7 separate regions of the Mus musculus genome follow, and all the other regions are linked to region 2. A link is a contact called in public promoter capture Hi-C data. All regions are on one chromosome and are shown on one strand. The core of a region is the stretch at or near the end of the contact, and the rest is flanking DNA. Distances in the headings are between cores, read along the strand shown. Region 1 holds the start of Bbs1 (Bardet-Biedl syndrome 1 (human)). Region 2 holds the start of Vps51 (VPS51 GARP complex subunit). Region 3 holds the start of Dpp3 (dipeptidylpeptidase 3). Region 4 holds the start of Rbm4 (RNA binding motif protein 4). Region 5 holds the start of Rbm14 (RNA binding motif protein 14). Region 6 holds the start of Mrpl11 (mitochondrial ribosomal protein L11). Region 7 holds the start of Slc29a2 (solute carrier family 29 (nucleoside transporters), member 2).

Region 1 (3,745 bases), core at 144-2,643, 1.2 Mb before region 2:
CTAAGCAGACCTGGCTGGCCTTGGACTTCACAGGTCACCCTCAAACTCATGGATCGCCCTGTTTCTATTGCCCAAGTGCTGTGATTAGAGGCAGGCACTACCACTCCTGGCCCTCAAATTATTTTTTAGAAAATCATATGTCAGCAGGGCAGTGGTGAGGCATGCCTTTAATCCCAGCACTTGGGAAGCAGAGGTAGGCAGATTTCTGAGTTTGAGGCCAGCCTGGTCTACAGAGTGAGTTCCAGGATAGCCAGGGCTACACAGAGAAACCCTGTCTTGAAAAACAAACAAACAAAGACAAAAAAAAGAGAGAGAGAGAGAGAAAATCGTATGTCTTGGTACTATAAATCCACAACATCTTGCTGTTTAACCTCTGCAGATCATGTTATAAAATTAATGTTCACTTTCCAAATTACTAAGAAATTCTGGGGTTAGAGAGATGGCTCAGCAGTGAAGATCACTGGCTGTCCTTCCAGAGGATCCTGGTTCAAACTCCAGCACCTACACGGCAGCTCTCAACTGTCTGTAAATCCTGTTGCAAGGGATCTGAAACCTTACACAAGCACACACACAAGCAAAGCACCAACGCACACAAAATAAAAATACATCGTTAAAAGAAAGAAGTTGCAACGAAGTGTGCCTTTTTAGTACTGATGAGTTCCAGAGTATGTTGAGCCTCTTTGCAAATCTCACTTCTGAGTGTCACACACACACACACACACACACACCACTCAACTTTCTGATTGCCTACCTTGTACTCCCCATCGCCATGCAAATCTGCCAGTGCTAGAAAACACAAAAGGGTCGAAAAGGAGTCTCAGAATCTCAAAGATTTCTCCATGAAACCGTTCCCTGTTCCTCCCATCCTCCTAGAATCTGGGTGTCCCTAGATATGTCTAGAGACTCACACAGGCAGGAGGAGAAGGTGTGGATGTTGGCCATGGGGTCGTAGTGTGCGTCCAGCCATTTAGAATTGGCTTCGTTGCTGAGAGGGAAAAAAGATAGTTGGAAAGTGAGCCCCATGACGAAATAAATAAATAAATAAATAAATAAATAAATAAATAAAATCTCTAAGCGAGATGACGCCTGAAACAGAGCACGAACATCGAAAGGATAATACCAAGTCTAGATCTGAGCTCAATTGGCGCCCGGAGTGACCAGCCAATCACATACAGATACTTCTTGGCCATCAGCTTTCTTCTGATTTCTAAAGGGCCCTCCCAGAACTTCCACCGCTGCTCGAAAGCAAGAGCCCAGAACCCGCTACCAAGCACCATCTATTCATCTGAGGGAAAGGAAGCGGTGAGGATCCGGGACTTAACCTCTCAGCTCGCCCGCTGTCAGAATCCGATGAAGACGCCGCAGCCATTTTCCCAGGCGTCGCCTTGGCAACCAGCTCAGCCATCGCGCAACACCCAATAGAATCCGGGCATCCGAAAGCACAGGAACAAAGGTTCCGGGGTAAAATTGTCCCGGCTGGGACCAAATAAGCACTGGTTTCCTTGTCCTATGCAATGTTGACTTATGGTTTCTGCATTAAAGACAGGGGCCTGGGCTTTGAGGCCTGGGGAGGAGCGCTTTTTAGGGATTAAGACTAGACTGAGAAACAAATTAATGGGTGAGGATCTCATGTTAGTGTGTTACGGTTCTTTGGCTCCGGAAACATTTGAAAGTACAAGAGTGCTTGCTGCTCTTGCAGAGGACCCTGGACTGCTCAGCACCCACATGGCAGCTCACAATTCTGTAACCGTAGTTCCAGGGCATCTGATGGGGTCTTCTGGTCTCTGCTACCACCACCACACCCATGAAGAAAATGCACACGAACACACAAATCTTAAGAAATATGTCACAAAGAAGAGCTCCGGAACACGTTGTGAGTTTGTGCATTCCTTTGGAAATGATATTCAAAATCTTATTGTGGATTGGAAGCCTAAAGTGATGTAGTGTGCCCTCCCCTGGCTTTGAACTGGAAGAGAAAGAAACATACACTGCAGAGATGGTGGTCGTCATATTTATTTTTCTGGCTATAAAAGTAATACACGAAGAGCGCTGGATTTGGTGAGAATGCTTTGAGCCCTGGCTCTGTCACATGCCACCTGCCGGGTCTAGAACAGTCACTTCTCAGAATTGCCACCTTCCCATGTGGAAAACCGGACTAGGCACCCTGTTGAGCTCCGGCCATAGATGGCAGTGCAGATCCAGAAACTGAGGACATACGGTAAACTGCAAAGTGCTGACAAATGGAAGGGGTTCGCATCACCACCCTCAGCTGAGGTAGCACCAAAGTCCAAGCTCCTGCCCCTCCCTCCCCTGACTCCTAATCACACACAACTCAGAGCTACTGACAGCCCTGGTTTGACAAAGAGGGGAGAGACCACACAGATCTTCTCAAGCCTGGCCAGGTGGGGCCTCCTGGGCCTGGTTCCTCCAGAATCGGGCATCTGCTGCAGCCAGCTGGATAAGAACCTCCTCCAACTCGGGCCCATCCTCGGGAAACCGCTCACAGAAGGAGCGGATGAGACCAGCGGCTGAGGCCTCATACTCCACAAGTTGTACTTCTGAGCCTGGGGGATGGAGAGAAAACAGCAGCACAGAAAGATGTAGTTAGGGGCGGCGAGTTCTGAGCGAGCTCCGGCACAAACTGTCAATGTTCAGGATAGTTATCTAATTACCTACATCAGAATAACCCTGCCAGGAAGGCAGAATTACATGGGGGGAGACTTAGACTTAAATGAATTGCCACTTGACCTCATCCTTCCCTCAAGTCAAGATTTAAATCATGTCTGGCATGGTAGCACACACCATAATCCCAGCACTCAAGGAACTGGGGGAAAAGGATTATTAATTTTAAGGCTAGCCTAGGAAATCCTGGTCTCAACAAAGCCAACATAACCCCAACAATCACTAATAAAAATGACTGATAAAAGCACTCTGTCAGGGCTGGAGTGATAGCTCAGGGGGTTAGAGTACGAGTGGCTCTTGTTGAGGACTCTGGCTGCTCTTAGCCTGGCCTCCCGCACCCACACTGTGGCTCACAATCATCTGTAATTCCAGCCCCAGGGGATCCAATGCCCTCTTGTGGCTTCCAAGGGCACTGCATGCACATGGTACATACATACATGCAGGTAAAACACACATCAAATAAATAAATCCGAAATCAAATTTCAAGTGCTATGTTAGATCAAACAAGATAGTCAAGTTAGATCAAACTGCTTCATATGTCTAGATCGTGGGCAAGTTTCCCAGTTGCTCTCAGCCTCAGTGCCTTGTGGGTAAAGTGGGGCATGAGCACAGAACCTCTCCTCTTGTGCGACGGGGACTGCGTGGGACAGAGCGTCAGTGGGGTGCTCAGTAGCCGCTCTGCACATCTGTGCATCTGACCTGTTAAATGAGCCTGTCTCGAGGCCCCTGGATCACCCCTCAGCTGCTCAACCTTTGCACTCTGTGAAGCCTGTGGCACTGAGGGGTACACAGTGGCTAACATGGCCTAAATTAAGTCCTGGCTCTGTGAAGACCACTTGTGTGTATTTTAGTTCCCAGATGAAACTGATGAGGGGTATTGTAACCAGTCTTCACCAGGCCTGGGGACTTCATTCTTGAAAAGTTCCTTTCTTTTCTTTTCTCTTCTTTTCTTTCCCTTTTTCCTTTCCTTTCCTTTTCTTTTTCCCCCCAGTACTGGGGATAGAACCTGCACCTTATTTGGCAGTGCAAAGCAGGCTACCAGTGAGCCACAGCCCGGCCTATT
Region 2 (3,679 bases), core at 285-2,784:
CCGGACAGTGTACAGGTATGTGGCTGTCAGCTCCCGAATCTGTGAGCTGTTGCCCTAATCAATTAGTCTTGGGGTGTGCACTCAATAACCGTGCCTATGTGACTGAGATTGGTGTTCATGTGGTTTGTGGGGTGACTCCTGGACCCAAAAACTATTAGTAAATCTTAAGGAATGAGGATACAGACAGAGGGGGAGAGAGTGGCAAATCTGCTCTGAAGGCAGACTGACCAGAAACAAAAGTTACCACTAATAACATTTTTAACAAAAATTTTAATTGACTTTGAGATGGCTTAGTAGCAGGCAAATGTGTTTGTCACCAAGCCTGATAACCTGACTTCAATCCCTGGCACCCTCATGGTGGAAGGAGAATACAGACTCCTGAAAGTTGTCTTCTGACCCCCACACAAATGTTGTGTCCCACACATATGCATGTGCACAATATAAATAAACAAACAAAGCTAAAGCTTACTGAAACGCTGGTGCTTCCTAAGTGCTGCAGAGAAACTCACTGCATTTCATTCTTCCTTCCCAGCGCTGGTCCTTTGGACAAACCCCACCCCCACAGGAGTCATCACTTCAGCAGCAGTGGATTAAGGTTGGGACCCAATTGTAATCTGGGTCTCTTTCCTTTAATCCCTGTTTTTCTTAACACGGGGTGAGGACCTGGTGGGGGTGGTGTAAGACTGAGGAGTGTGTCCCAGTGGGGTCACCTGTAGCTGAGATGAACTTGTTGTAGTTCTCATAGACCAGGGTCTGCATGTCGCTGTCTAGAGCCCGGATCTGCCGTACCATGTCCGTCTCACTGTCCATCAGCTGGGCCAGAGGACATTCTCTACGCAGCTAGAGAAGCAGGTAGGAACAGTCAGCGTTAGTGCTCACTCACGTCCTGCTACCCTGCTTTACGTTAGTTGGATTTCAGTGCAAGACAACTCCAATCCCACCCTTATCAGGAATTCCATAAGTGGCACACTTTAAGTAGCACACTTCACAGGTTAGACCCAATTTGGGATTTGTCAGCGTTCATGGTCTTCTGGCTTAGTTTAAAGTCAACCTAGGCCCTGCCTAGCGCCTGTCAAGAGCATGGTCACACCCACTACCACGAGCCAGCACCGAGACCTCAGACCCAGTGTGACCTCAAGTCAGGCCCAGGCTCCCTTGGCCTCCAGATCTGCCTCTATTGCCTAGTAAGGGCTGTCCTCTTATAAACCCCGCTGCCGTCACCACAGCAACCAAATCGGGAGTAAGATCTAGGGTCCAAGATATTTGGGGTCTGGACCCGCCCCATTTCACACACACACCTTGTCAAGATAAACTTCCGGGTCGAAGTGCGCCCCATTGAGATCGGTTGGGTCCAGAGGGTCAGGCCCTGCGGGATGCCCCGCCACCTCCCCCTCCGAGAGGCCGTAGTAAAGCTTCAGCATCCCGTGAGCCTTCCGCCGACGCTCCGGAGCGTCCGCCTCGGGACCTTCTGGGGAGTCTCCAGGCCCGGACCCTAGGCCAGGCCCCACAGCTGCCGCAGCCGCCATAGCTCCAACCTCAACTCAAAGGGGTGAGGCAGGGGAGGGAACAGATGCACTTCCGGGGACCAGAAACTTGCTACAACCAGGCGGTCCTTCAGGTGAAACGTTCCTCTGCAGCTGTAGGATATGTGAGACTAAAGTTCCGTCTTGCGCTTGTCCTTCTGGAGCACAGAGGTTTCACTGAACTTCTGGATCGTTGAGTTTCTGTGATTTTGCTGTGCTACTTGGGTGAATCGTGGCGTCCCAATCCTGCATCCGCACAGGAAAGAGACTTGCAGAAGATCGAATATGCGTCACAGGGGGGGTCTGCAAGGTTCAAACGTCCATTTAGTAGCCTGCAATATGGCTTTAACGCAGTGTTTCCCAAGGTTCTGTCTCCAAGGAGTCATTCAATATGAGAAACTTTATTCTACTTAGAGAATTTAAGATGTTAATCTTAAGAAGTTAGTGAAATGTGATACGTGAGCAGTTGGGATTGAGGATAATTCGGAAGTTTTAAAGATGTAGGCATAAAACGAAGCTCTCAGCAGGGCGTAGTGGCGCACACCTTTAATCCCAGCACTTGGGAGGCAGAGGCAGGTGAATTTCTGAGTTCGAGGCCAGCCAGCCTGGTCTACAGAGTGAGTTCCATGAGTTCCAGGACAGCCAGGGCTACACAGAGAAACCCTGTCTCAAAAAAAAAAAAAAAAAAAAAAAAAAAAAAGACGAAGCTCTTAAGAGGGGATGAGGTCAGATTATATGTGGAGTTAAATAGAAGAAAATGAGACTTTACTAATGATGTACTGTAAACGTTACCGAGGATGGGCTGATAGGGTGCTGGGCTGCCAGGAGTTTCAGCAGACCAAACACTGTTTTTATCTGAAAATTAGGAGTTAAAAAAAAATCTAAATGGTATACTTTTTATTTTTATTTTTTTCAAGACGGTTTCTCTGCTTAGCCCTGACTGTCCTGGAACTGGTCCTAGTGTAGAACCTGTCTGCCTCCCAAGTGTTGAGACTAAAGGCATGTGATAACACTGTCACCAGCTCCACTGCCTAGCTAAAAACAGTTCTGAATGGTATTAAATCGCCATCTGTCCGGCCCCCAGTATTATATGTGTATTTATGTGTGCAGAGACCAGGGGATAACTCAGAGCTGTAGTTACAGCTCATGTGTGAGCTACCCGTCATGATGCTGGAAACCAAAGTGCAAGAGCAGTTCACCCTGTGCCAGCTCAAACCCTTCCTTTCTTTTCTCTCTCTTTCTTCCTCTTTGAGGCATCATCTCACTCTAACTTTGGCTGACCTGAAACTCATTATTGTAGACCAGGCTGGCCTCAAACTCAGAGATCCAGCCACCTCTGCTTCCTGAGTGCTGGGACTAAAAGTCTGTGCTACCATGTCCACAGCCTGCTTCTCAGCCTGACATGCATGGTTGCTCTTGTCACAGACTAAAGGGATCATGTATTCACTTGTCTTGGACCAAAACATTTTCTTGCCTTCTTATCCAGGGGGCTATTTAGAAACTGTACATCTGAGGATCTCAGCCCACGAAGCTTTAAGAAAGTGAATTTGAGCTGGAGAGATGGTTTCACTTGCTGCTCTTCCTGATGACCCAGGTTCAATCCCCAAGCTCACAACTGTCTGTAACACCCTGGGGGGGGGGGGGATCCAGTATCTTTTTGGTCTCCATGGGGAGCAGGAATACATGTGCATGCAGGCAAAATACTCATCCATACAGGAAAAAAAATCAAAATGAAAATAAAACCCAGGTGTACTGATGTGCACCTGCCTAGAACATTGTGGGCCAGGCAAGTGATCAGGAGAAGGTCACGGTCATCCTTGTAAGTTTGAAGCAGCCTGGGCTATGTAAAAACTCTCCCAAAAGCTGAATAAACAAAAGGGCTGGAGAGACGGCTTAGCAGTCAAGAGTGGATTCCTGAAAGTTGTCCTCTGACCATCATATATGCATTGTGGCAATGCACACACTCTTCACTTCACCCACACTAAAATAAATGAGGCTGGGCATAGTGGCACAATCCTTTGATCCAGGCAGGTAAATCTCTGTGAGTTCGAGGCCAGCCTTGTCTACAAAAATGAGTTCCAGGGCTGCCTAATGAGACCTTATCTCAAACAAAACCAACCCTAGGTTAATTAGTACTAGTTAAATGTGATCTTGAA
Region 3 (3,863 bases), core at 222-2,721, 1.1 Mb before region 2:
AGGGCATGTTGGCGCAGCTGGTCAGGGTCCTGGGCACGGAAGAGGCGGCTAAGCAGGGCATAGATGTAGGGGGCTTCAGGGGATGTCTGGAGCAGCACTGCCAGGCCCCCATACCAAGCAGCTCTAGACAGGTGATGGGCATAGAGGCGCTCTGTGGGTGACAGCAGGCGGAATGCCTCCCTGCAGTCCAGGCTAGACACACCAATGTCATTGGGCAGGATGTACTGGGTATCTGCCATGAGCCCTGCAAGAACACATCACAGTCATCTCAGAGAGCGCAGCATCTTCGCGGCTGCTCTGAAAGCTCATGAGCTAACTAACTTCTTCCATCCAGAAGTCCAGGAGGGAGTAATCCAGTCGCATCCATTCACCTGAAATGCTGGGATTCAAAGACTCAAATACTTGCGGGCCAGCTTTGGCCTGTGGCCTCTCAGACTTAAAATCTGAATCCAATCACTTCATATTACAGATGAGGACACTAAGGCCCAGGATGCCAAGTGTACGAAGGAAGAACCGGCAGAACACAGCCTCATTACTAGACTCCCAGCCCCAGCCACTCCCTGCCTCATCTCCACCTTCTCAGATGTCCTAGTCTCTGTTCAGAATTTCCCAACACCTCTAGCTCATCACAACTGCTGACAAAGGCTTCATGCTGGATATCCACCCCACCGTCCCAACCCCGCTCCACCAAAAGGTCTAAAACCCAGGGCAGCCGCTTCACCTCCCTGCACTGCTCTTTGCTCCTCTGCAACACTGACTGTGAGTATGACACCAAGCTCAACAGCTGGGTATGAAATCCAGGACAGGGATGTGACCCAGTTGGTAGAGTTTGTCTAACCAACAACCAGGCCCAGGGTCAGATTCCAAGGTCAGTCTGGGGTACATAAAACCTTGTCAAAAAATAAATCAAAAACAGCAATGATATTTTGTCCCAGCTTTTCCCTCCTAGCATCTGCCCCAGTCTCATGTCTTTCTTCAGCCCTTCACTATCCTGTTTTCTTCTGTTGCTCTGTTGGGAAGCCATATAAGGGCACAACCCATTTTCCAGATAGGAACCATATGACATTTGGAAAGCAAGCAACTTATCCAAAGCTTTTCAGCTCAGTTGGGACCCAAGGAATTCCGAACCCACCACATTCTCCACGCTCCGCCCCTGGCTAAGGACACGTTTCCACCCTCTGTACTCCTTATTTGCGCGGCTCCGCCCCATCTACCCCTTCGCTCGGAAAGAGGTGTTAACTCTTTACTGCCTGGAAATTCTCCTTGCCCAAAAGCTGGGAGAGATTTGGAAGAGGCACTGAAGGGTGGACAGAAAGGGGATGATCTTGCATGCACAGCCAGGCCTCGCTCTGATCTCCTGAAGATGACACACCGTGACCCCAAAACCAAGGCGCTGTACCTCACCTGCTGCAGCTGCTCCGTTCGCAAACTCACTTCCTGCTTCCGGCTCCCCGCCCCATTCATTGGGACACAAGCCCCGCCCCTACCGACCCGTAGTCGCCCCAGGGATCAGACGGACAGCAGCTACAGCCAGTAGAAGAACCGAAGACAGTTCCTCCCCTCATCTTCTCCCCGCCCCCAAGCGCTACGGGTGGTGCCTGCCTTGCAAGGACCGCGAGGCCTTGGCCTTTTGTCTGCTGGCCCTCACTGCACAGAGGCGTGGCGTAGGGCGATGTTTGGTGAAAAAGTTTGAGTTTCTCAGTACCCCGCGTGGCTGCTGTCGGGTACCGACAGAGGGGACTGACAAGGTCCCCAAACGTGAGAGTTCCTATACATCGGGAGCCTCCACACATGTAGCTGGGAGCCTGCTCTCTTTGGGGTTTCACCTCCAGTGTCCCTACCCTGGATTTGGCAGTTAGGAACCTCCACTTAGAGAAGACTATAATAATGTGGACCCCCTCCTCCCTGGATTTAGGATTTGGAGATGCTATTTGGAGACTACGAAGCTCTTACAAAGAGTGTATGTAGGCTGTGCGAATAGTAGTCCCATCCACCAGTAGTCCCAGGGGTGCAGAAAAATGCTACAGGTGCTCCACTGGGTCGCCATGGAAGCCATCCTTAAAACATTGGGAACCCCAGTTTCCTCAACGCACTTGAAGTCGAGGCCAGCTAGTAGCTGGCACTTTCTTAGTGTGACCACTTGCCAGCTAGAATAGAAAAGCGGTCTCCAGTGACATTGACTGGAGGGCAGCCCAGGATGCAGACAAGCATGTTGTTTACTCTTGGTAGTCAGGGAGGAGTCTTTCTGGGTGACCCATGGCTCTTGCAAGTACTTGCTGACCAGATGTGGTAAGCACTGCAAAGAGCTGGGGCCTGACTTAGGCTGTCTAGGGTTCAATCAGATGTCTGTCTCCTACCAGCTGTGTGACTTTAGATAGCTCACTTCTCTTACTCTGGAACACTGTCAGCTTTACTTCAGGACTAAGTCTACCCAAGGGATGGGCAGCCATCAAGAGGTAGTGCTGTCCCCTAGAGTTGTGTAGGAGGTAGTGTTTCGGGACTGAAATCCAACACACCTTCCTTACCTTGCCTATTTAGAGGGGCCAGAGCAACCATGTGCTTAAGGCCAGCCTTGTCACCACAGCGCTAGTAGCTCTTGGTTCTGATTGGTGAGTGTCATTATAAGGGGGAATTCTGTAAAAATGTGTCCCGAGGAAAGTCCTCTTCTTTCCTTTTGCCTGTTCTCATTGTTTCTAGACGAGGTATAAAGTTGTCTGACTGAGACCCAGTTGAAATGTAAGTGTAACCAGATAGGAAAATAAGGGCTATCCATAGCCACCAAGGGCAAATTCAGGCAAGTGAAGGATCCCAGGGCCCAAGACCCCCAACCAAGCTGCATGGTGTCGTGTTATAACCGCAGTCAACAGGAGTGCATGTTAAATGAAGTCCTTTACCAGCGGCTTGCCATATAGAATTTCATTTAATTCTTGCAAAAACCCTGAGATAACATATCACTGTTGTACCAATTGCACAGGTGAGAGGACCTTTGATTTTATAAGACCTTCCACTATACAGTTTCCACTCCTGCAGCAACACACACACAACACACATTTTCTCTCTCTCTCTCTCTCCTTCTCTTTCTCCTCTCTCTTTTTCACACACACATTCTCTCTCTCCTTCTTTCTCTCACTCACACATATTCTCTCTTCCCCCCACCTCTCTCTCACACGCACACACACACACACCCCACATTCTGTTTTAATGGGTCATGGCTTTTCTGTACGTTTGCATCCATCTGGTAATGAAAATACTTTTTGTTTTTGTTTGTTTGAGACAGGGTCTTGCCATGTAGCCCAGGCTAGCATTGAACACAGCCCTCCTTCCTTAAAGCCTACCAAAACGCTGGAATTACCAGCACATGCCACCATGCTTGGCTTTAGAGATTGTCATTCCATTGAACAATCCTGGAATCTGAAGCTCCGAGCTCTGGCTTCTACCACCAGCCTGAGTTCTTCCTAGAGCCCAGTCAAGTACGTTTTGTTGGTTCTTTCTCCCAGAGTCTGAGATTCAACACCAGAAATGAGATCGGAATGTGTTCCCGTGCCTGGACCCCAACATGATTGTTAGCAAGAACTGGGTAGAGTTCCATTTCCAGTGTTTCGTGGAAGGGTTGAAATATCCCCAACAGTTCTGCCATGCTTCGCACTGTAGCCATATGACACTTTGACTACCCTTTGGTGGCTCCCTATCAACAGCCCATCTGGTCTTTATGGCCTCAACCAGCAGCTGTGTGGCTTTAGGTACACTCCTGTGGAATCTTCGTCTCCCTGAGGCTCTGGCTTCTGTCTTGCTCTAAGGACATCAGTCCTACACTCAGAGCCACTTCCTTTTTTTCCCCTCTCTATTTTGTCTACCAGTTTTCC
Region 4 (3,913 bases), core at 883-3,382, 1.3 Mb before region 2:
CTATCAAGTGCAACACAACAGTGATCCTGTGCTGTGCTGAGCCAATAAAAGCCAGAGGCAAGCACTTTGCAATGGGCGACGGTGGGGGCTGGGGGCTGGGGCCCAGCAGGTGAAGTCTTCAGAGAAAGGACTTCAAAACAGGCTCAAAGCCTTAAAGGGCTCAACATAAAAGCCAAGCTCTTTTCCCCCCTCTAGACCATCATTCTCCATTTTATGAAATTTATTGCACATATTTTGCATTGTTTCTGAAAGCTTCACAAAAAAGAGGGTCAGTGGACTATTCCACAAGTAAAAGAAGCCCTTGTCACCTAACTACCTGAGTTCCATCCACGGGACCCACATGGTAGGAGAGAACATGAAAACACACACACACACACACACACACACACACAAAAGCTTTTGTTCAAGTGTATCACTGATCCTTCATCAGCCAGCAAAATCCTTCCATCCCAATGCCTTCCTTTTCTCAACCAATTCATTCCTAACAGCCTTGTACTGAGCACTCCAAAAGAGTGATTCACCTTGAAACTCTGTGTTGTCGAGGCCCCTGATGGCCTCCACCGCATCCTCTGCCCGCTCCATGTGTACAAAGGCATAATCTTTCACGATGTCACATTCGATGACTGGGCCGTACTCCTCAAACTTGGCCCGAAGCTCTTGGTTGGTACAAGTGGGGCTGATGTTGCCCACGTGTAACTTGGTTGAAGCTTTGCTCTTATTCTTGCTGGCTTCCACATTGATGTTCACTCCGTGCAGCTTGTAGTGGTGCAGGTTGCGTATGGCATCCTCAGCGGCCGTCTTGTCCTCTATGTGCACAAAGCCATAATTCTTAATGATGTCACATTCCAGCACCTTCCCGTACTGCTCGAAGAGTGAGCGGATCTCCTGCTCTGTGGCCTCCCGGGGCAGATTTCCAATGAACAGCTTCACCATCTCCACACAGCCTGCAAGTAGAGAAACAAGATTTTTAGGAGAAGACCTCAAGTCCATAGCAACTGTTAAAAAAAGGGAAAAAAAAAATCAAATAAATAAATGGCTCCCATCATCTCCTTTCACTTTAGCACATAGTCCCAAAAGTTTTCTCCTACAGGCATGCTCTTACATCTCCAATCAGTAACAAATGTGGAGTTCAACAAGAGCCTGCTTCTATTTCTCACAAGAAGTTCTATAAAGAGGAAAAATGTAACAAGGCAGACTTTTGTAGACAAAGGGGATTTTGCGGTGTGGCTCCAACCTACAGCACGGTACATTATAGGCAAGTATTCCGCCACTGAGTTACACTTCCCCTGCCCCAGACAAAGGAATAACGCTCTAAGTTTTCAGCATAAATAAAAAAAATGCTACAGGTACTGAGAGCTACTCACTTTGACATTTGAAAACAAGATTCTAACTACTAGACTTGCTAATTATAATTACTTCAAATTAGCTCTTCCTCTCTTAGCAACCATTTCCGGAAAAGTGGGAATTTCACTCGGAGTAGTGAGTTCCGGGATCAACCAGATAAAAAGCAGGGAAATATAGAAAATGCCCGAGTAGGAGGAGTCCTCTGGGGTGGGGGTGGGGGTGGGGCATGTCATTACAGGCTCCTACAGAAGAACTGGTCAAAGACTGGTGCTACAGTTTGGTGAGGAAGCCAACAATGCCCAGGGCATGACAGATTCTCCAGCCTAAATCTAAGATTTATCTAGGTGGAAACCCCAAAGAAGATTGAGCAAAGCAGAGGGTAAGGTGGACAAAAGAAAGCTATTCCGGGAGTAGAGAACGAGGACTTGGAGGAAGGTTGTTTCAGGCTTACCGCACTAAGTCGAGGACCGATGTCGGCTCTCAGGGACGGGTGCGCAGACCGCAACCCCACTATGCCAACCCTGACACCCACCGGAGTCAGGTAAGTTTTTTTAACAGAGAAAAGAACACAGTGGAAGAACGTGGAGTATCTCACCGCATGGATACCTGCAGGTCCTCCTCCTTGCAGCGCGGACGGTTCTGACAAAACGCTAAAATGGCGGCGGCCACAGCAGTGACTCTGGGTAGAAAGAGGGGTGAACCTACCCACCGGATTGGCCGTTCGGTAAAGTAAAAGGCTGGCGTTCCCGGAGATCCTCTTCCTGATTGGTTACCCGGAACGCCAATTACCTGAGAGGCCAGGAAGAGGTGGAAACGTCAGTAACCTGGACCTTTTATATGAAAGCCAATGAGCACCCAGCCTAGTGAAACTGAAGCCACTGATTGGGCAAGAGGTCCATCTGAAGGTGGAGCTAGAAACGCGGAATTCTTCAAAGCGCGGCCAGCCATTAGGCAGAATGAACAAGGTGCCGTGCGTCAGTGGGGCAACCTGTAGCTTCGTGGCTCCCAACTTTGTTAAGCTTTCACATTTTGTCACTTACACGTGCACATCCTGACAAAATTCAAGTTCTGTCACCACAATTCCGCACCGGTCCCTAGCTGAGCGTCACCACGCCCCGCAACGTGGATATTGCATCAGTCAACCTACCCAGACCTCCCGGCGATAGCCAAGCTCCCGCCCCTACTTAAAAAGCAACCCCCACTTTCCAATGTAGTCCTTCTGAGTCTCAAGTTACCAAAATTATAAGTATCTTTATGTAATTTTAAAACTCTAAAACAGTCAGTGGATCCAGCTTCGATAACAGTTCAATGGCCCAGACAATAGGGTGGTCAGAGACGTAGGAGACACAGGGGTTAAGGTTCCCTTTAGGAAACAGCCTCCCACCTCCCCAAAAGGTGTGAAAAACAGAGATTGAAAATCGACACCCCATCCCACCCCAACTTCACCCCGCCAAGAGAAGAAACAAAAAACAAAACAAAAAACGGGAACAGCAATTTTTGATTTTGTTTGGTTTTATTGGGCTCCATTAGCCAAAACTAAGTTTAAATTCCCTAAAACTGACCTTGGAAAAAAGGCTTGTGACAATCAGCTGTAAACAAGTACAAACGAACATTCTTCACAGGGTCCAAATTCCCTCATCACATTTTTCTCACCCACTGGCTGCTTCACATAATCCCATACTCATTGAGCAAGCAACTTTAGTCATGACCCTCTGCAACGCAGCTTCTTAAGATGGAGATAACCGGGAAAGGTGCTGAATGGAGAACTTAAAGGTGAACAGGCAGAAAGCAGGGGGAACTTCATGAGAACAGGATGATTGGGAGTAAAATAACAAATAGAGCATACTACCTCCCAAAACTGCCACAAAAGAAAGAAAAAGTCAAACAAAAGGCAGAGACAGAAAATAAGCTACTGGATTCTATAGCAGAAAATTAGTCTATAATTTAAGGCTAGGAAATAGGCCCCTTAAAAAGTAACAATATGACATTAAATATGGCCATGGCTTCATTCTGCAGCACCTGAGACTGAGTAAAAGCCACCTGAGATCTGTAATACAAGTTCTGCTGTCCTGCACAGGCCCTTTCAGAGGGGATCTAAAATGCACAGCCACATCTCAATATGCACCCAGAAATGCATAGGGTATAGAAATCATTTTCTCTCAGTTTAATCATCTTTCTTATGCCAAAATTCCTGGAGGTTGGGGTTACAGTAGCAAACAAGACCAATTCACTCCACTAAACTGGACTGGCTCCCGGTCTGAAGGGGAAGAGCCTGCTAACAAGCCAAGGGAACCACTATCCCCACAGTGTGCAGACAGACAGACAGCCCTCACCCTGTGACCAATCCCCAAGTGGAAATAGTCTCCAGACAATACCACCGCTGGAGTTAAATGCCAGACGGTCTATACAGCAAGTCCCAAGCTTGCCAGGCCTATATAGTGTGACTTGGTCTAAAGGAAAAACCGGGGACGGGGATCCAAGCTTCGTGGTCTAACAAACCTACCCATCCAGTCTCCTTAGTTATTACCAGCCCTCCAGATAGACTGGCTTTATTGTCTCTACCTATTCA
Region 5 (3,983 bases), core at 1,152-3,651, 1.3 Mb before region 2:
TCCACCTCCATCCTGAAAGCCTGTCACCCCAACTGAGGTACCGGCATCAGTAGAAGTACGTTCAAATCTCACCAAATCTCTTACAGCAAAGGATAGAGTCTGTGTCATATCAGCCTAGAGTGTAGTTCTGCTATAAATATGTTTTCAAAAGGAAAGAAATGCACAAACCTTCTCTCACAGAGAATCTAGTTCTACATCCCAACCACCACAGTCACTGACTGCCAGTCCCAAACAAATTCAAGCAAATTTCTGGCCTACCATCAGAGAAAAAGCTTATTGAACCATACAAATTCCAAAGGAGTCTGTCCCCCTCAGGTACTGAATTCTACTCCCACTCTACCATCCAGACTACCTAAGAACTACAAAAAAAAAACTAGATAGGTCAATTGAGACTCTCATAAAAACTCATACATCCCATGCATTTGCTGACCAAGTACCCAAACTGAGACCTTTCCCACTCGTTTACACTAAACAGAAGCAAAAACCCATAAATCACACAGCCTGCTTAAAGTTTGCAGTAAAGTCAGATTCCAGATATAACCTGAATTGAAGGAAACAGAATGCAGTATTAGACAGAACAAACATTTCGTTCCTATAAATGCACATCCTATGACCCTTCACCCCCCTCTTTGAAAAGACAAGGAATGGCCCAAAGTTGTGACTTTCCAGAACAGCAAATGAACCCTTGATGAGAATGAGCAAGCACCTATACCCACATGTAGTTCCTGTCCTCAAAATTCCTTACAAGGCACAAGCAGATATGAATCCAACAACAGCACAACTAGGGAATAAACAAGGCCTCACTCCCAGGGTGCACTGTTGAAAATGACAGGGCAAAGTTAACTCTCATCAGTGAAACCCACATCGGTCTGGGTGTCTCATAAAATCTTGCCAACATAAAAAAAGCAGGTATTTGAAAGATAAAGAGATAAAACCCCAACATATGAAAATCAACAGGGTCTGAAAAAGACATTTCCTCAAAGGAAATAGCAAACTAGCAAGCTGTCCTAAGAATTATTCAAGCAATAAAAAGTACTAACTAAATAAATGGTGTTAAAACCAAGTTTAATAGAAATCTCACACGCCCCTCTCAACACCCCCCCCCCCCCCAGCCAGAGTATTCCCCTTTGCAATCTCACCAAGCTAATAAACATCTGTGCCCGGAGGCACCAGCTTAGCAAGTAAAAGGCTAACGAGGGAGAGGCTTAATAGCCCCCTTTCACATGCAAAAATAACGCAGAAAACCGGGGCTTCCACTTGTTAAGTTGTAAAACCCAACACAAAGTGGAGGGTGGAGGAAAAGAATTAAAAAGCACAAAACCGCCAAGGCTAACCCATCGAATACTGAAAGGTCAAAGGGGTTCCGAAAAGGCCCCTCCCATGCCCACAAGCAGATTCATTCCAGACAATACTAAAAAAGCCCGAACCCGAGAAACCAAGGGCCCGCTACCTTCCGGGAAGCATCGGGAAGGAACGCCAGAGCGGCCTTGGGGCTTCAACCCAACCTTTTCCCTTTTCCCTCGATCTGACCAAATTCTGGAGAGGAAGTGGGGAAGTGGCGAACTCTTTTCACCGCTCCATAATCCGGTTGGTGCCCTTCCCTTTCCATTTCATTTTGGTGCCAGGCTCATGCAACCAGGAAAAGGCGCCTCCTCCCAACCCCGCACACTCGCAAATCTCTGGCGCGTCCCCAGCCCCGAGGCTTCGGCTTGCAGTGGCCACTGCACCCGCCCGGAACCGACTCCTCCCACTTGATGAATGTTGCTGGGACCGCAGGGGAGAAGGGTGGCTCTACCCAACTCGCCCCCAGCACCTTAGGCCCCGCTCCTGCACACTTCCCCATCATTCCCAACCCTGAGGACCAACCCCAGAGTGAGGGGCGTGGCTAAGAGGCAGAGAGCACCGCGCGTGTCCCCTCCCGAGCGCGCTCCCGCGTTACCTTTTACCACGTCACACTCGATGACGCGTCCACGGCGCTCGAAGAGGCTGCGCAATTCCTGACTTGTACATGCAGCCGATACATTGCCCACGAAAATCTTCCAAGTGTTCAGGGGCCTCGGGCGCGACATCTCCACCACGAGCGCGCGACCTGGACGCAGCTCGTGGCCATGCAGGGCCTCGATGGCGCGCACCGCGCCAGCGTTCTCGCGCATGTGCACGAAGGCAAACTGTTTCATGACGGCGCAGCTCATGACCGTGCCATAGGGCGCGAAGAGAGCTGCCAACTCCTCCGGTGTCGTATCCGCCCCATCGACATTGCCCACAAAAATCTTCATTTTGCCGCCGCAACCGCCTTCTCGGAGAGACAGGACCTCTCCTACAGCGACAGGCAAAACGTCCGAACGACCCGCAGTCCTCCACAGGAATGGCTGGCGACCGAGAACCCCGCCGCGCAGGCGCTCTAACCTAACCAATTGGAGGCGGCATCGCGCGCGGATAGCAGCCAATCAAACAGGTTGAGAGCAGATGTCCTTTGACGCAGCCAATCCCAGAGGGCCTGGAGCCCCTTGTTAACGGAGGGGGTGGAAAAAGCATAGAGGCGCGCGACCAACCGCCACCTTCGGGGGGAGGGGAAAGGAGGGCTGGGGACGGGGAAGCGCGCTCCGGCCGAGTCCGCAGAGGCCTAGTCAGAAGAGCTACCTCCGGCCAGGGTGTGGCGTCCCGGCGGGGCCCCAAGGAAAACTTTGTTCTTTAGGGAAGTCCGGGCTCCTCCGTTTGAGCTGCCGCAGCCAAACCCTGGGTGTTGTGATGGCAGCCTCAGCGTCTGCGGTAAGGCCGCGCCCGGAGGAGAAACCAGGACAAACCCCTTTTAGTCTGGGATTGGCCCCCGACACTATATGCTTGGAGTAGGAAGGGACTGTAACTCTTTCTTTGCAAGCACATTACTTGGGGTTGCTTGAGCTCTGGAGGATTTTGCAGACAGTGAATATTGAGCGTCTGTCTGTCTCAACCTGATGGAATTTCGAGAATTACGATGATGACCATTTATTGTATGCATGAAGTTTATCACAGTATTATGTTCCATAAAGTAGAAGATCAGTAATCCTGAGGAAGCCAAAAGTTGGATCTTAAAAATATATGAGGAGGGGGCCAGGAGTGGTGGGCACCCTTTTAATCCCAGCAACCAGGAAGCAAAATCGAAAGAAATTTGTTCGAGGCCAGCCTGGTCTACATAGTGAGATCCAGGATAGGCAAGGATATAGAGAGACCCTGTCTTTAAAAAAACAGCAAAAACTTAGAGGGGCTGCTCACTGGTAAGAGAGCTTGCTGCTTTTCCAGAAAACTTGAGTTCGATTCCCAGCACCAACATGAGGGCTTACAAACCAGCTAATTCCAGTTCCAAGAGAACTGGCCATTGCACATCTGTGGTACGCAGAGAAACAAGCAAAACACCCACACACATAAAATAACGTTAAATTTAAAAAAGGCTGGAGAGATGGCTCAGTGGTTAAGAGCACCGACTGCTCTTCCAAAGGTCCTGAGTTCAAATCCCAGCAACCACATGGTGGCTCACAACCATCCATAGTAAGATCTGTCGCCCTCTTCTGGTGCATCTGAAGACAGCTACAGTATACTTAGATATAATAATAAATAAATCTTTTAAAAAAATTTAAGCCATCCCTGTAATCCCAGCACTTGGGAGGCAGAGGCAGGCAGATTTCTGAGTTCGAGGCCAGCCTGGTCTACAGAGTGAGTTCCAGGACTGCACAGAGAAACCCTGTCTCAAAAACAAACAAACAAAACTAAAAAAATTTCAAAAGAACAGAACAAAGCAGCCCACTGCTGTACTCACAGCTTTAAGGGTCAGAAGTTGAAAGTCATCCCAAATTGCCTGGGATATGTGAGACCCTATGTCAAATAAACAAATAACCTTGGGGAGAGGTCTCTTGAGTCTTGGCGGCTTTCTTTTAATGTTTTGTGTGTATGAATGTTTGCCTGTATGTATTCATATACCACGTGCATGCAGTGCCTGCGGAAGCCAG
Region 6 (3,786 bases), core at 160-2,659, 1.1 Mb before region 2:
GTAAGAGACCCCACCTCAGAAGGGCAATGGAAGAGGATCTTAACATCAGCCTCGGCCCTTCTCGTGTGTGTACACATGTGCAAATCCACACACACATTCACCCACACACACGCAAAAACGTACATTGCACACACAAGGAAATGGTAGAGGAAAGAAAAAAATGGAGGTTTGTGAGAGGCGGTTTAGAGGAAGATGATAGAATTTGAAGTGGTATGCTACATAATAGGCTGCCTGGTTGTCTGGAGAGGAATTATTTTTTAAAAAGGAAAAGAAAAGGAAAAAAAAAAGAAAAAAGAAACTGGAGAATTCCCCTCGAATCTGAAGGATCGCAAACAGTGAGTTAGTGGATAGTTCCTTCGAAGTAGTCTCAGTCTGGAGACTGGATCAGAGAACTTTATATCCTGAACTGTTGGAGAAAATAATGGAGCATTCAACCTACAGTTATTGGAGCTTTGCAGCCACGTGTGGTCAGGAAGAGTCTGTGAGTCAAAGAGTCCTACCAAGGCCATTGCTACTACCCTAAAGTGCCTAGATACACAAGATTGCTCTAGGGAGGGATAATAAAGGCTTCAAACACCACCTGGCTCAAATACCATTCCCTAAAACGCAAGTAATAATCAGGAATCCTGGACAGAATAGAGCGGGATGCGGAGTTCTGAGACACAAAAAGTCATCTTCCAATGAAAAAATGAAAGACGGGGAAGCAATAAAGTATGCCTAATAAGCTAGTGGAAAATCAGGTTTGACTGGGATGAGAATTCACAAACTTAGCATTTCAAAAGCGCGGGGAAGAGCTTTTCCCTTTGTATAAATAGCGGTAAATGCCTTCTTGGTTCAACGTGTGTTACTGAGCTGTCACAACAATTCTGAAAGGTACCTATAATATTCGCGGTGTCAAAGATTTTCATAGGTAACAGAAACAGTAGCCTAATCCTAGCTCTAACTCTTTGTCTAGCTATGAATCAGGTTCATAGCCAGCAAGAGCAGCAGTCTGCCATTTCATTTCCCGTCTATAATCATATTGCCTTCCATGAAAAACCACATGAGGAAACAAAAGACTCAAGGGATTTTGCATAACTTGCTCCATATCAAACGCTAAGATATCACTGTGTCCAGCAGATGGCAACCCAGAACACGGCCAACAGCAGGCGCAGGATAAGGCGCTGAACTACATACCCACAATGCTGTGCGGAGACTCAAAGTCCCGAACTCCTGTTTGGCTGTCTAAGGTGATGCCTGTGCGCACCGCTGAGGGATTGTGTGTACTGAAACCATATAGGTTCTCGTCCTGCCTTCAGAGCGCAAAGTTCAATTAATTCTTAAATTCCGTAATTGGTCTTTAGTTGGAGAGCTGTATGCCTGAAACAAGACTGCTCTTTTTTGGTCTCATTTACCCTAGCCGAACACGAGGGCCCTTCACCTCTGACCCAAAATGGCCGCGCCCAGAGCGTAGTTCTTTGCTTCTCCGAGGCGAGCTAAGATTAAAATCCTACATCATGTCCAAGCTAAGCCGGGCCACTCGGACCCTCAAGAAGCCCGAGGCCGGCGGCGTGATCCGGTCCATCGTGCGAGCAGGCCAAGCTATTCCTGGGCCTCCACTAGGTCCCATCTTGGGTCAGGTGCGGTGTGCGGAACCCGGCCTGGGAGACGTGGGAGAGTGCGCTGGAGCCGGGGAAGTCTCCTTTATAAACGTTGTCTCCACTATTCACACCTTCAGGCCTTATGTCCTTGTATTACTTACGGAGCCTCTTTTGACCTCAGCACCTCTGACCCCCAAGTTGGCTAGTTGCTGATTAAGTGGTACCTTGTGGACGAATTGCCTGGCACCCAAAGCTATAGAACCAGAGTAGAAGAAATATAACAACACACACCCATACCCCCGCCCCCCCCCCCCACACACACAAAGATGAAAGGACAGGGGCTCCTGGTTGGTAGAAAGCCTTCAGCTCCCATACTTAACTTTGTGTATGCGTTCCTTATAGCGAGGTGTCTCTATCAACCAGTTCTGCAAAGAGTTCAACGAGAAGACAAAGGACATCAAAGAAGGCATTCCCCTGCCTACAAAAATTTTTATAAAGGTAGAGAGACCCATTCTCCCATATATTTCCTTGGCCCTTGAAACTAGTCACTCTGGTTGCTTCTCTGACTCTTAACTTGGTTGCTACCTTCCACTTATCATTTAAACAGAAGCCTAGACCATAATTTCTCTGAACTGGCTTGATCCTGCCATATTGTGGTTCTTACCTCTCATCTCACTGGGGCTTCCAGAGGAGATTTGGGCTAGGAATAAAAATGGCAGGGATGTGTGCTGTAGATTTGTTTTTCTGTCTTTTGTGGTGTGCAAGTTGGTGGGAGAAGGAAAGGGACATTAGAAATGTCTTGGACTGGATAGAAAACCAAGAAATTCTCATGTATCTTTGTCTGTTAAGCCCGACAGGACATTTGAGCTCAAGATTGGGCAGCCCACTGTTTCTTACTTTTTGAAGGCAGCTGCTGGGATCGAGAAGGGGGCCCGGCATACAGGTAAGGACTAGAGTGGGCACCTGAGAGTCTGATGTATCCAGAGAAATGTAGTGGCACTTGAAGAATTCTTTGCTCCTTCTTCCCAGGGAAAGAGGTGGCAGGCCTGGTGAGTTTGAAGCACGTATATGAGATTGCCTGTGTCAAAGCTAAGGATGATGCTTTTGCCATGCAAGATGTGCCCCTGTCTTCTGTGGTCCGTTCCATCATTGGCTCTGCCCGTTCCCTGGGCATTCGAGTGGTGAAGGAGTGAGTATCTTGAGAGGAATCCAAGTAAGTTCTTCATTTGGGAGGAAAGCTGAGAAGGCCCATTACAGTGAGGTGGTTGGGCTTTATTTGTTCTTCTTAATTTATAGCCTATGTTAGTTATGCATATTAAGCTTCATTGTGACATTTTCATACATGTCTAGCAGATTCTAGCAGAAGGATATGGGTTGAAGCCTCATCTTGTTTGGAATATATTTCATAAGCACCTGTTCTGTCCTGGACATGGATCTGGGCACTGGCTAGAACCAGGAATGGCCAGTAGTGCCTGGCCACTCTGGAGAAATGTGTAGTCCTAAAGGCCGACCCATACATAGAGGCCTAGACTAGCAGGTGTCAATGTTATAAAATCAATGGATGTCATGCAAGCAGAGAGGAGATTTCCTGCTTTTACCTGATGTGTCATTGAGGACTCTGAGGGAGGTGACATGGAAACTGCCCAGGAAAAGGAGGGTAAGAGAGCGTAAGATTACAAGGAGAGGGAAGGAGCTGAAGCTAAGTTCACTCTGGTCGAGGAGTCTTGTCTAGAGGCATATGGGATGTGGCCTGAGGGAGGGACGAGTCAGAAGGTTCCCTTGTCAAGTAGGAGAGCATTTGCCCCAGAGCGCAGCAGAGACAGGAGCAGGGACAGTCATCACTGGCCGCTTGCTGCTGGTGTCATTCCCTACAGCAAGACTGGCGTCAGTTGTTCCTCACGGGGGTGAGGTTAGAGCACAGTTTTCCTGGATGGTTTAAATCCTTAAAGTATGTAGATTTGTGGCTCAAAGGAAGGCCTAAGAAATCCCAATGGTATAATAGAGGCCACAGGTTAGGTAGGACTTTAAGACAGAGTCAAGGCAGAGGAAGGTAGCGTGTGTGAGTTGTGGTTCCAGGAAGAGAAACCACAGATGAGTAGAGGTATGACAGTTGGAAAGTCCAGGGAGGGGAGTGGACAGGGCAGCTGGGATCTGCGCCAGGACCCGCTCCTCACTGACTGTCTGTCTCCTTCTGTAGCCTCAGTGC
Region 7 (3,902 bases), core at 678-3,177, 1.1 Mb before region 2:
CACCAGTGGCCTTTAAGAGTCTGCTTTTGGTGCCCCTGCCGTGTGTTTAAAACTGGTTTTATAAAGAGGGGCTAAGCTTGTGACTGCTTCATGTGTCTGAGCACTAACCAATCACATACTTATTATTTTATTACTAAGTGTTTTCCTTTCTTGCCTCCCTTAGGATGTCACTGTGCCATCAAAAATTGTCCTGCCTGGGTTCTGTTATGCACAGCATTTCGCCACAAAGTAGAAGCAAAATATTGGTTAATTACAGATCCCCAGTCAGGCTGAGCTGAGAATCTGAGGTAAAATCCAACTCCTCCCAGCCAAAGGGATCTATTAGTATGTCCCATAGTGTGCCAGCACTCTCCTGTCCCCGGTCCTGGTACAGGCCGTTCCTTCTCTGAAACGCCTCATCCCCTTCCATCCCAGCCCAAGACAACAGACTGCTCCCCAGACCCTCATCTCCATCTTCAAGATGGTGCCAGGGCAACATCCCACCCCCTGTCCCACTTTGACTCACTCTCCTATCACTGTCAAGTAGGAAACAGGTCAGTAATAGTTATTAGAATAAGCATTCGAAAAATGCAAGTGACTAACTGTGTGTAGGTAAAACTGTCGAGAGATGCTCAAGGCAGAGGGGATGAAGAGGCCTTGAAAACCTGTTAGAACTGAACTCAAGACTGTCCCTCTTGGCATAATGGAAGTCTGGAAAGAAAACTTAAAGAGTAACTGTCTTTCCCAGTGTAATCCATTGCTGTCTTTTCCCTAACGTCACCAGCTAGGGTTAGATGCAGCCCAGGGGTAAGAGTGTTTGCCTCGCATGCACAGGGCTCTGAGTTCAGTTCCCAGTACCACACAGTCATCTGCAGTCCACCATGATCTAAGGAACCACCTTCGATGAGCCAAGCCTGGTGGCTAGATTCCGGGAACAGGACAGAACAGGGATAGTAACAGCATGGTCTGGCTGATACATAGGAAAAACATTCTAAAAAACTATATTCTTTAGAAGACACACATTTATATAACCTTGTATATATATACTTTTATATATTCATATTTATTTGTATTTATTACTTAGAAGCACGTGTGCCACTGTGCTTGTGTGGAGGTTAGGGAACAATTTGCTGGAGTCGCTTCAGTTTTTCTAACATATGGGTCCTGGGCGTGGCCTCGGGGCATCAGGCTTGGCAGCAAACGCTCTCACCAGTCCACATAAATATATTTCTTTTTCTTTTTTTTTTTTTTTTTTTCGTTTTTTTGAGACAGGGTTTCTCTGTATAGTCCTGAATATATCCTGGAACTCACTCTGTGGACCAGACTGGCCTCGGACTCAGAAATCCGCCTGCCTCTGCCTCCCAAATGCTGGGATTAAAGGCGTGCGCCACCACGCCTAGTGAAAATTAGGTTTTTAAGCACTCCTGAGGGTGGCAGTGGCGACTACAGGGGAGGGGGCCGAACGTCACCTGGGCCACGATTCCCTCCAGAGCCTTTGTTCAATCCTCCTTGTTGGACCCAGGTACCGTAGGAGGGCCTATCTGTCCGTCTTCCACATATGTTGGGGATTTTCGTTTGCAAAAGTGCCTCGACCTCTGGGGGAACTCCCTCGGAGCACCGCGCTGGGACCTTCTGCGACAATTGATGACACTGGCTTCTTCCTTCTGGTCGGACTTACTTCCTAATCTGCTTAGAGCTTAGAGGGCTCCAAACCTTAGAACACGCCAAGAGGAAGAACCTCCCAGCTAGATCGACTGTGCCCAACAACCACCGGACCCCTTCCCTCCTGCGCAGTCCTTATCCCTTCCCCAGAGATTCCGGACCCGTGCCTAAGGAGAAGACGGGTGCGAGGCGAAGGGACGGCGGTGAGACACAGCTTCAGGCGCGGAAGCAAGCTAGAAGGCGGAACCTAATACCCTAAAGGCACAGCCACCAGCGAGGCGGAGTCTGGAGAGCGGGCGTCCGGGGGAGGGGAGCAATGGCTCTTTGTTCCCGCCCTGGAGGCGGAGCCGAGGTCCGAGCCTGCAAAACGTGGTCCGCAGTGTAACCCAACCCCGACCCTCCGCTACGGCGCTCCGACCTTGGGATTCCTGGACACCGACCAGCGTCGCTCTCCTTCGGCCTCCCAGCCCTGCGTAGGCGCAGGTGCAGCCGCCTTCTGTGGGCCTGGTGCAATAGGACTGCGGCAACCATGGCGCGGGGAAACGCCCCTCGGGACAGGTGAGGTGGGAACCCATGTGCTGCGTACCGTGGCCCAGGTGGCCACGAGCCTTTGAATTCCCGCTCGTCTTGATGCTCCTGGGCTCAAAGACGAACGGGACTACAATTCCCATCAGCCGATTCCCTTAGCTGCTTGAGCCAGGGTGATGGGGATTGTAGTCCGTTCTACTGAGGGGCGGCTAGGGCGGCCCAGGCGTACGTCCTCGGGGTGACCTTCTGATTGATCCCCACAGCTACCACCTGGTTGGGATCAGCTTCTTCATTCTGGGACTGGGCACCCTTCTCCCCTGGAACTTCTTCATTACCGCCATCCCGGTGAGACCCGCGGCCGCTGGGCAACCTCATGGCCACAAACCAACATCCCTCCAGCCGTCTTGAACTGAGCCACTTTCCTCACCAGGCCACTTACTACAGCTCAGCCTGTCAGGGACAGCACCAAGCCTCATAGAGGGAACCGCCTCTCCCCTGGCTAGGCAAACTTTTAGGAAGGTACAGATCTCAGAGGTGCAGGGCCATCCACGTAGGGAGTCTGACCAGCAAAGGAGTTTCCATCCCATGCCCTTTGTCGTTATTTTTGGCCAGTCACTCCAAAGTGTCTTTTTTCCAAGCCTTTGGCTTTCTTTGCAATGACATGAGTTACAGTCATTCAACTAATAATTAATGAGCAACTACTGTAGACAGATGTGGAGGAAGGCCCGATTCCCCAAAGCATGCATTCTTTTATAGAAAGGCAGAAATCTATAGCTTGTTTTCTCCTTTTTGTTTTATTGTTGTTGTTGTTTTCGTTTTTTTCGAGACAGGGTTTCTCTGTGTAGCCCTGGCTGTCCTAGAACTCACTCTGTAGACCAGGCTGGCCTCGAACTCAGAGATCTGCCTGCCTCTGCCTTCTGAGTGCTGGGATTAAAGGCGTGCATCACCACTGCCTAACTTTTGTGTTTTCTTTAGAATAGGGTTATTCAAACATATTCAGTGGGTTAACTTCCCAGGTGTCTGTGGAGTGCTGGCATCGGTGCTGGACCCTGATACCCAAAGATGGATCAGCTACTGAATCTGAGAGACACAGAGCCAGGGCTATTAATAATGAAACAAGACACGTGCCAGGCCATTCCACCCTGAAGCAGAGAGCTATAAAGGTTCTCAAAAGAAATTTCTTCTGCTTCATAGAAAAGATTTGTAAATTAGGAACTGAGCAGACAAAGGGTGGAAGCAAAGCGCATCCTATTTAGAGAAAGATCTGGAGCCTGCAGCTTACCAGAATGGAAGGATGCTAAACCGTGAGGTCTGCCTTGCAGGCAGGGTACGCATAAGAGTGCTGGGCTCTGTGTGCCCGAGAAAACGGATTGGCTTAGTTCCCAAGCTAAGGCCTCGCATACAGTAGATGTTCAATAAGTACCCATGGAATGAATAAGGGTTGAGGTGGTTATAGCAGGGGAATGGAGGCTAGGTCCAGGACACTGAAAAGGAGATGGAACCCAGAGATGCAGCAAGACCTTGGGCTCAGGCGCAGCAGTTAGCCATCTTTAATCCCAGCACTCTGGAGGCAGAGGCAGGCAGATTTCTGAGTTCAAGGCCAGCCTGGTCTACAAAGTGAGTTCCAGGACAGCCAGGGCTATACAGAGAAACCCTGTCTCGAAAAAAAAAAACAAACAAAGACAGCCCCACAGATGTTAACCAAACAAAGATGCTCAATTGACAAGTGTGGG

What was found. Promoter capture Hi-C pulls out the DNA fragments that hold promoters and counts their contacts.
Region 1: a contact with region 2 is called in a promoter capture Hi-C map of liver, with 4 times the contacts expected there. A contact is called at or near these places in 2 of 39 promoter capture datasets (both in liver) and 1 of 130 datasets of targeted methods (pancreatic cancer cells).
Region 3: a contact with region 2 is called in a promoter capture Hi-C map of pre-B cells, with 3 times the contacts expected there. A contact is called at or near these places in 3 of 39 promoter capture datasets (liver and pre-B cells) and 1 of 130 datasets of targeted methods (pancreatic cancer cells).
Region 4: a contact with region 2 is called in a promoter capture Hi-C map of neural stem cells. A contact is called at or near these places in 2 of 39 promoter capture datasets (neural stem cells and pre-B cells), 2 of 484 Hi-C or Micro-C datasets (B cells and CD8 T cells) and 1 of 9 other capture datasets (adipose tissue).
Region 5: a contact with region 2 is called in a promoter capture Hi-C map of liver, with 2.6 times the contacts expected there. A contact is called at or near these places in 2 of 39 promoter capture datasets (liver and pre-B cells) and 1 of 130 datasets of targeted methods (pancreatic cancer cells).
Region 6: a contact with region 2 is called in a promoter capture Hi-C map of liver, with 6 times the contacts expected there. A contact is called at or near these places in 2 of 39 promoter capture datasets (liver and pre-B cells).
Region 7: a promoter capture Hi-C map of liver shows a contact between it and region 2, with 2.8 times the contacts expected there. A contact is called at or near these places in 1 of 39 promoter capture datasets (liver), 1 of 130 datasets of targeted methods (embryonic stem cells) and 2 of 9 other capture datasets (adipose tissue and liver).

What each region holds. Positions count from the first base shown.
Region 1 is chr19:4,905,234-4,908,978 of GRCm38.p6, forward strand. It overlaps Bbs1 (Bardet-Biedl syndrome 1 (human)), which reads right to left and starts at 1,394. Exons shown (of 17, transcript NM_001033128.3): 1 at 1,323-1,394; 2 at 909-985; 3 at 752-786. The coding sequence starts at 1,369. It overlaps Dpp3 (dipeptidylpeptidase 3), which reads right to left. Exons shown (of 18, transcript NM_133803.2): 18 at 1,996-2,564. The coding sequence ends at 2,389.
Region 2 is chr19:6,075,653-6,079,331 of GRCm38.p6, forward strand. Vps51 (VPS51 GARP complex subunit) reads right to left here and starts at 1,535. Exons shown (of 10, transcript NM_001081041.1): 1 at 1,299-1,535; 2 at 711-840. The coding sequence starts at 1,526. It also overlaps a transcript of Tmem262 not described here.
Region 3 is chr19:4,926,816-4,930,678 of GRCm38.p6, forward strand. Dpp3 (dipeptidylpeptidase 3) reads right to left here and starts at 1,472. Exons shown (of 18, transcript NM_133803.2): 1 at 1,405-1,472; 2 at 1-244. The coding sequence starts at 239. It also overlaps a transcript of Peli3 not described here.
Region 4 is chr19:4,791,877-4,795,789 of GRCm38.p6, forward strand. It overlaps Rbm4 (RNA binding motif protein 4), which reads right to left and starts at 2,133. Exons shown (of 4, transcript NM_001290122.1): 1 at 1,940-2,133; 2 at 522-944. The coding sequence starts at 933. It overlaps Gm21992 (predicted gene 21992), which reads right to left. Exons shown (of 3, transcript NR_157185.1): 2 at 1,940-2,133.
Region 5 is chr19:4,809,233-4,813,215 of GRCm38.p6, forward strand. It overlaps Rbm14 (RNA binding motif protein 14), which reads right to left and starts at 2,402. Exons shown (of 3, transcript NM_019869.3): 1 at 1,940-2,402. The coding sequence starts at 2,276. It overlaps Gm21992 (predicted gene 21992), which reads right to left and starts at 2,367. Exons shown (of 3, transcript NR_157185.1): 1 at 1,940-2,367.
Region 6 is chr19:4,960,897-4,964,682 of GRCm38.p6, forward strand. It overlaps Mrpl11 (mitochondrial ribosomal protein L11), which reads left to right and starts at 1,410. Exons shown (of 5, transcript NM_025553.4): 1 at 1,410-1,619; 2 at 1,983-2,078; 3 at 2,430-2,523; 4 at 2,610-2,769; 5 at 3,778-3,786. The coding sequence starts at 1,497.
Region 7 is chr19:5,022,079-5,025,980 of GRCm38.p6, forward strand. Slc29a2 (solute carrier family 29 (nucleoside transporters), member 2) reads left to right here and starts at 1,928. Exons shown (of 12, transcript NM_007854.3): 1 at 1,928-2,199; 2 at 2,433-2,514. The coding sequence starts at 2,171.